2 separate regions of the Mus musculus genome follow, and region 1 is linked to region 2. A link is a contact called in public Hi-C data. All regions are on one chromosome and are shown on one strand. The core of a region is the stretch at or near the end of the contact, and the rest is flanking DNA. Distances in the headings are between cores, read along the strand shown.

Evidence for each region. Hi-C and Micro-C count contacts between places; a contact is called where the count stands out from the background.
Region 1: a Hi-C map of muscle stem cells shows a contact between it and region 2, with 1.5 times the contacts expected there. The contact joins two enhancer-like sites. A contact is called at or near these places in 1 of 15 datasets of contacts at CTCF or cohesin (the NIH/3T3 cell line) and 5 of 484 Hi-C or Micro-C datasets (MC3T3-E1-derived osteoblasts, muscle stem cells, nephron progenitors and 1 more).

What each region holds. Positions count from the first base shown.
Region 1 is chr17:85,801,363-85,805,217 of GRCm38.p6, reverse strand. All of the region lies in intron 1 of Gm4718 (a long non-coding RNA gene), which reads right to left. Among named protein-coding and RNA genes, the nearest start is that of Gm29418, 3.6 kb to the right of the region's middle. Within about 2 kb of position 1,332, at least 7 of the 459 cell types and tissues checked have an H3K27ac peak or open chromatin away from gene starts, as enhancers often do. A contact at or near this core is called in muscle stem cells, where this site is marked.
Region 2 is chr17:85,728,835-85,732,288 of GRCm38.p6, reverse strand. No RefSeq gene overlaps it. Among named protein-coding and RNA genes, the nearest start is that of Gm41644, 26 kb to the left of the region's middle. Within about 2 kb of position 1,573, at least 2 of the 459 cell types and tissues checked have an H3K27ac peak or open chromatin away from gene starts, as enhancers often do. A contact at or near this core is called in muscle stem cells, where this site is marked.

The DNA.
Region 1 (3,855 bases), core at 83-2,582, 73 kb before region 2:
GGGTAGCTGTAGCTCTCCTTCTCCCCCTCCTGCACTAAAGCCACTTGCTTTGTTACGTTCAGAGGTAAAAAAAAAAAAAAAAATGAGTGTGACATTCTGCACATGCCACTCTTCCAAGCGCGATACGTTCTCTATAAAAAGCTACGCTGTCCTCACCACTCTCAGGACCACTGTCCAAACGGTTGAAGAAGAGGCAGTTTTATTAGCTCTGTTTTTGCAATAGTCTGTCTTACTCCAGAGGCAAAGAGGGGGTAAACATGGCTCTGGGCTGGCTTTGTTTCATCATTCTAAGTAACTAATGAGCGAATCCTTTGGAGCAGTTTCTAGCCATAGTGATGGCTGTCTGATTCTTGGATGCCACAGGAAGCCTAGTGTGGAGGGAGTCATGCTGTAATCCGGAGGCAGGCTGCCCTGCACTGAGTCACAGCTGGAACTAAATGGGTTTATTTCTGACCTTTCCCCTAAGTTATGTTAGGCCTTCGATAAGTTCATATTTTGGTTCCCTAATTTACTTATCCATAAAAGAGCAAAAAAGAAAAAAAGACCTGGATATGCTCTCGGTCTGCTCCAGTTCTGTCCTTTTATTTATTTATTTTAAATGTTTATTCCATTGTGTGGGGCAGGGGATGCTGTAGCGTCCAGAGGCCAGAGGCAAACAGAGTCAATTCCCTCCTCTCACCATGTGGACTCTGGGATCTAACTCGGAACCAGGCTTGGTACCAAGCACCACCTTGTCTCTGTGCTGGCTCATGGACTCAGTTCTGACACTTTAGCATTCAGTCTCACGAAGCACACACACACACACACACACACACACACACACACACACACACACACACACACACAGAGAGAGAGAGAGAGAGAGAGAGAGAGAGAGAGAGAGAGAGCCATTAAAATATTCAATTATAGCAATCCAGAAAAAAATAAAAGGGATACTGTTTTATATGGTGCTAAAGATTCCTATTTGACTCTCCCACCTCCTAACTATTCGAAATGTGTACCCATGAAATTCTACTAGTTCCCTGTAAACTATTTTTGAAAAATTGGTTGGGGCCAATATAAAATGTTGCCTCTTATTATCCAAGGCTCAGAACCATAGCTGTAGGACAAGGTATGCTTTTCTTTCAGCAACTGTCAAGGGCTGGGTTTTATAACTATTTAGCCTTCGTTATCTAAGCAGCGTCTCTCTACAGGGAGAGCTGAGGCTGCCAAGCAGCCTGGACTCCACTCTGCTTCGATTCATCTGCTGTTGCGTGGAAGCCTCTCCATCAGCCTGCTCTTCCATCTCTAGGACTGTGGAGAAAGGAACACAATGTTGCTGCTGCCTGTGGTCACGCTCCAGCTTAGCAACTCTGTAAGACACGCTCACCTCTATGTGAAGCCTGCTTGTCTGTGCCTTAGTCACCAAACTGCTGCCTACTTTCAGACAGAAACCCTGCTCCCACCCAGAGTTCCAGTCCTCAGAAGGCTTTGATTTTTAATAGGTTTCTCTTTTTTAGTTTAGTTTTTGAAATTAAAATATAATTACATCATTCTCCCTTCCCTTTCCTCCTGGCAATCCTCCCACATATGCCCCTTCCCTAACTCTCAAACTTATAGCCTCTTTTTCTCTGATTATTCTCTTTTTCTCTCTTTCCCTCTCCCTCCTCACCTCTCACTGTATACATGTGTGTGTGTCTATGTCTCTATCTTTCTCTCTGTCTCTCTGTCTCTCTCTCTCTCACACACACCCTTAATGCATATTTATACCTGCTCTGTCCACATAATGTCCATGTATGGTTTTAATGCTGTATCCATGGTCCACAAAGGATGAAGGAGGGAAGAGGCAGGACTGTGGCATCCCAGGGAAATGCAAACCACACAAACAGCTGCCTGATGCTGTGCTTCATCCATTTAAGATTATGAGATGCCACAGGCGGAGTTTTGGGAAACGGTGTCCTGTTAGGGACACCGTTCTCCCTCTGAACAAAGTTCTTTTCCTTTCACGATTCCATTCTAAAACCCTCAGCCTTCCTGACCACTCTGCTGCATACCAAAGGCCTGGCGTTTCGGAGCTGAAGAAGAGTAAATGATGCCCTGTGTGGGATACCCACGAGAGCATGTGGCGCTCAGAGAAAGGAAACTACTTTTCCTTATGGAACTACCAGGCATCTGGATTGGGAAGAGAGAGAAAAAAAATCCAGTCATTCTGATGGTTTGTCTACATAGTACCAAACATCTGGAAGCTGGGTGACAGACTAAATCTTTCACTTCATATTCTGATGATTTTTTTTTTTTTTTGCGTTATGCTGAAACAACTTAAAATCATCTGTACCCTAAATGATTTAAGCCCCAAGCTCATACTTGGTGATTAATTGAAGTTTTGACGTGATCGAAGAGACAGATGAAGCAGACGCTTTAGGCTGCTTCTCCATGCAGTGTGCTAGGTTTTTAAAAAGACACACCCATTGCAACTCTCCTGTAGGAACTAGAACAGTGGAGAGGATTCCCAGAAATACTAAGGCTCTGTGCCTAAAGATACTGTGTACACTTTTGTTTCACAGGGTTTTCAAACTCAGGTCAACCCTTGAAGAACTAGAAGCAACATTCCAAACAAGTCGCTTCCTCCAAGCAAGTTTAAAATACACATATTTCTCTCACGCCAATGCGGGCTGCATGCTCAGCCGCTCAGCAGAGTTCTAATGGGGTCTATCAGGAGCCTTGTAAGGAGACATTTTGGAGAAACAATTTTATTTTATTTTATTTTATTTTATTTTATTTTATTTTAAGGGAAGGGGGAAGGGAAGGGGGAAGGGAAGAGACCAAGAGGGAACAATAAGAGGGAAGCAAGAAGCAAGAGAACAAGATCGAGAAACAATTTTATTGATGCAAAAATTTAAAAAGTAAAGATTCTATCCACTAGAGCCACCTTGAACTCTTGTCACACAAACACAGCGGAGACTCTGTTTGAACAGTTTGCAGCATGACCACTTGGAAAAGACAAACTACTTTGTGTTGAGAGTTGTGTTTCTTGTTTGTTTCCACATTAAATGCAGTTGTGGGATCAAACACTTGTTGTGTGTTCAGAACACGTTTTCATGTATCAGAAGACATGACTCTCAGTCACCCTGGCTTCTCGGCTACCAAGGGGCTTCACAGGCATGGCTTATACCACGAAAATTCCAATATATATCTTTGATTATTTCCACAGAGGTACATAGCGTGTGTACATTACACATACCAGTATTATTGAGCTGAACTGGCCCAGTGCCGCATTTTTGCTGATTCAGCCCATGGTTCCTCTTTCCCTGATTACTAAAATAACTTTTCTCCATAAGCAAGGAAAATACAGAGGGCTCTTATTTTCACCCTTAATTATACCAAGTCCAAAGGCAAAAATCAGACCAAATTTTTTGAGCCTTATAAAATAAAATAAAAAATGTTCAGTCTTCCCCGCCACCCCAGGAGCGTCGAAATTTGGAAGTGAGCTTGCTTTTCGCTGATGAACTTTTAATTAGCTTTTCTGGGAGGGTCTGCTCTCCAGTGCAGGTTGCTTCTGCATTTTTATGCTGTATGTACTGTTATAGACTTGTAGCAATACATATGTCTTAGTTTCACACAGAGAAAGGTACACTACCCAGTGCTAGACTGCACGGATCACCTTCTCTGACTCAGCGAGGGGATCTCAGAGATCTGGTCTGTATTATTTATGAACACAAGGGCAATGGTCAGTGCCCATACACACAGAATGTTCTCGAAGCTAAATTCTCTGTTCTCGGACACATTCAGCAATCTGCTGCCGTGGGAATCACTGGGGGCCTAGGTTAGCAGGAAGGTTGGGGAAATTTCCACAGCACAACCTTTAGGACTAGCTCA
Region 2 (3,454 bases), core at 324-2,823:
AGTTTCATTAGGTGGACTGCTATGGGCAACACAGACGAGTTCCAGAGCTGGAACTCCCGCTAGAAGCTTCTGACTCCAAATCGTTGCACAGTGCCATGCCATTTGATGCCTGAGGTCACCCCGCTTATGGTACCCAGTAATTTGGGAAAAAAATCCTGAAAATTGGTAGTTGTCACCTTGAAGTCATAAATTCTTTGATCTTCTAGGGTTTTCTTTCTGAGACTTGCTTTTGAGAAGGCTGAGAGTCCCTACCTATGGAAGAAGCTAGGCTGTTTGAGGGAGATGTCCCTGAGACTATGAACACCCCATCTGTGGCCAGACTCCCATGGCCCTGGGCACCTGGAGGAGCCTCCAAAAGGACAAGGGATCCCTGAGGGGTGTGTCCCTACCTGGACCACGCTTGCTTTCTGCACACCTGGCTGTATGTATCCTCTGCAAGGTCCAGCCATATTAAGTTGCTTCAAGCAGCCTAGAAAATGAAGGCAATCATAATGCCACGAGAAGAGCATGTCCCAGTCATAAACAAATCAGGGCTCTACTTCCACAGGCCGTGAGAGCTGTGTTCAAAATGGCTGTTCACAGCACCACAGATCTGAAACAGAATAACCATCTTCATCTATTTACTGTTCTGGGGACTGGGCTGCTGTGGCAGATCTTTCTGAAGAGTCTCATCCCTCCAGATTATAACCTCAAATTCTGCTCCCCACCCCAGCCACACCCACATGCGTTTCAGTCCCACCCTCTTCGGTAGACCTCTCTTTCTTTCATTTTCTTTTTCTTTATCACCCTGCACCACCACCACCACCACCACCCTTGGACCCGTATTTTCCTCGAAGAGAATGGCGGGGGGGGGGGGGGACTCCTAGCACTGAGAGGAGCTGAAAAATGCAGCCAGAAAGAGCAGGTCTGGGAGAGATGGGGGATGGGGGTGAGGGGTAGGCACCAAAAAATAAACCTGTCCAACACCATGAAGTGTTGCTCTGCCCCAAGCCATTCATCCAGGATTCTCTGGGACATATAGCCTTTCCTTGCTTAAAATTTCCACTTAATTAAATCCACTAGGTGTGTTCTTGGATGTCAACCATGTCCTGGGCAACATAAGCATAAGGAACCAAGGAAGGCTGGAGGCTGTCAGGCCTTTGGCAACTCTCGGTTAGTTCAACTCCTCATTTTATAAGTGAGGAAACCCATGATTCAGAGAAATGAAGTAGTGTTGTTGTTGTCGTTGTTGTTTTTACATTGTGTAGCTAATTCATGGCAAAGCCCAATTTAGACTGTACAAATCACAGAAAGATGTTAACATCGTCTGCCAGGACTTGGAGCTTAGAGAAACAAGATAGACAGATCCCTTACAATGAGCCTGGTGGTGCCGTGTGCAGTCTTGGGAGCTGGGTTCAGGAGAGAAGGGAACCAAAACTGGCTGGCAAGTTTGGCAGCTCTCTTAGACGGGGCAGGAGAGGAGCCAGATGCTGAACTTGGCATCGTGCTTGGCAGGGATTCCCAGGAAAGTACCACAGTTAGTGACATTCTCAGTAAAGGCCTGAGAGCTACAGCAAGCATGGCCTGGTCCCAGCAAGTCATTGGGCTCCAGAAGGAAAGAGGGATCAGTATCTAACTGTCAATATTGGATAGAGTCAGAGGACTCTGGACTTAACACTGAGATTAACCGAAGGTTCTGAAAAAAAAATTTTAATAAAAAGCAATAAAAAGAAAACATGCTTTTGAGCTTGAATTCGTGAGCGTGGATCTGTGAGACACTGGTGCAGCCTTAGTTGACGCTCAGCCAATCAGCATGGACTTCCAGATGACTCATGACAGTATCTGAAAAGTTTGCTCTAAGAAACCGACAGAGACATGTGGAAGTCCACGTGCTCCCACTGGTCATAAGGACAAGGCAGTGTCCTCTGCAGTTGTATGGGTCACTGCAGATTCACAGTTGAGGAAGAGAGACACAGAAGGCTCCCGTGACAACCTCCCTCCTCTCTCAAAAGTAGCATCCTTGATAGGAAACCATCCATAAGAACACTTCCAAACTGTGATACGGATGCAGAGGTGTAACTCTCCATAACTGATGGTTGCCGGTGGTAGGAAAGGACTCGCTTATCTTTAAGGGGCTGGCCGCTGGAAGTTTGGCCATGCTCAGTGAGTATATGGGCAACACAAATTGGACGTGGTATTTTTTTTTTCAGGGAAGAAATCACAAGGGTTGAGAGGAACACCTGGGGACTGAGAAGTGAGTGTGATTGGGGTGCACTATGTAAAATCCCCAAATAGTTGATGAAGGTATTGTGTTTGAGAGAGAGAGAAAGAGAAAACAAAAACCTGGCCTAGCGTGAATGGCTCAAGGTTGTTCAGAGACTGACCTTAGGAGCTATTTATTTTTATTTTTGTTTTCCTGGCCAGGAGTGACTTCATAATAAGCACTCCTACACTCAGTAATTCCTGCAAAAGGAGATAAAACAATGAATTGTTTTCTAATAGGATGAAGGGTTTGTGGGTATTGACAATTAGTAAAGATGACATTGTTACCTTTTATGAACACAAACGCTTCCACATTTCTACCTTGGTGAATAACTGGTTAAGTTATGGAGCCTGTGATCTTTCTTCCAATCACCAGACATTTTCAGGAGCCCTCAAATAGCTTCCAGAACTGACCACTACTGAACACAACAGCTAAGTTTCATCTTGCCGCATCAGCTAGTCCCTGCTAAACTGAGAGTGGCTCTGTGGGGAGATGGTGAGACTTCGTCGTGGAACGAGTCCCTTCCTCACATAGCAATCCTATTCAGAACCTGGAGTTAGACCTACTCAGGTGGGTGGCACTGAGTGTTCTCCAGGTATCACATAAAGCTCCTAGCCCCTGCTGTTGCCTATGGCCACCTTGGACAAAAACCAGTAAAGGTGGAATTTCCCAGGATCTACCAAATGGAGGCTTAAGGAGAAAATTAAGTTGACTTAAAGAAAGCACATAGGGCTGGAGAGATGGCTCAGTGGTTAAGAGCACTGACTGCTCTTCCAGAGGTCCTGAGTTCAATTCCCAGCAAACACATAGTGGCTCACAACCATCTGTAATGGGATCTGATGCGGTCTTCTGATGTGTCTGAAGACAGCTATAGTGTACTCACACACATAAAATAAATAAATCTAGAAAAAAAAAGCACATAGTGTGGGCTGTGTATGTATGTGTGAGTGTGTGTGTGTGTGTGTGTGTGTGTGTGTGTGTGTGTGTGAATTTATAGTCCAAGATGGACAAGTGAGTTCTCAAGCAATCTCAAAAAACAGAAACAACAGCAACAACAACATTTTTAAGAGATCTGATAATTTATTCATTACTCTTTAAGACTTATTTTTCAGACTACATCTCTTAGAAATCTGTTCCTGGCTCTTTTCCCTGGCTTCCTCAATTCTCTTGGCTAAAAGTTTAGAATATTCTGCAGCCTCCTTCTTTGCTTAG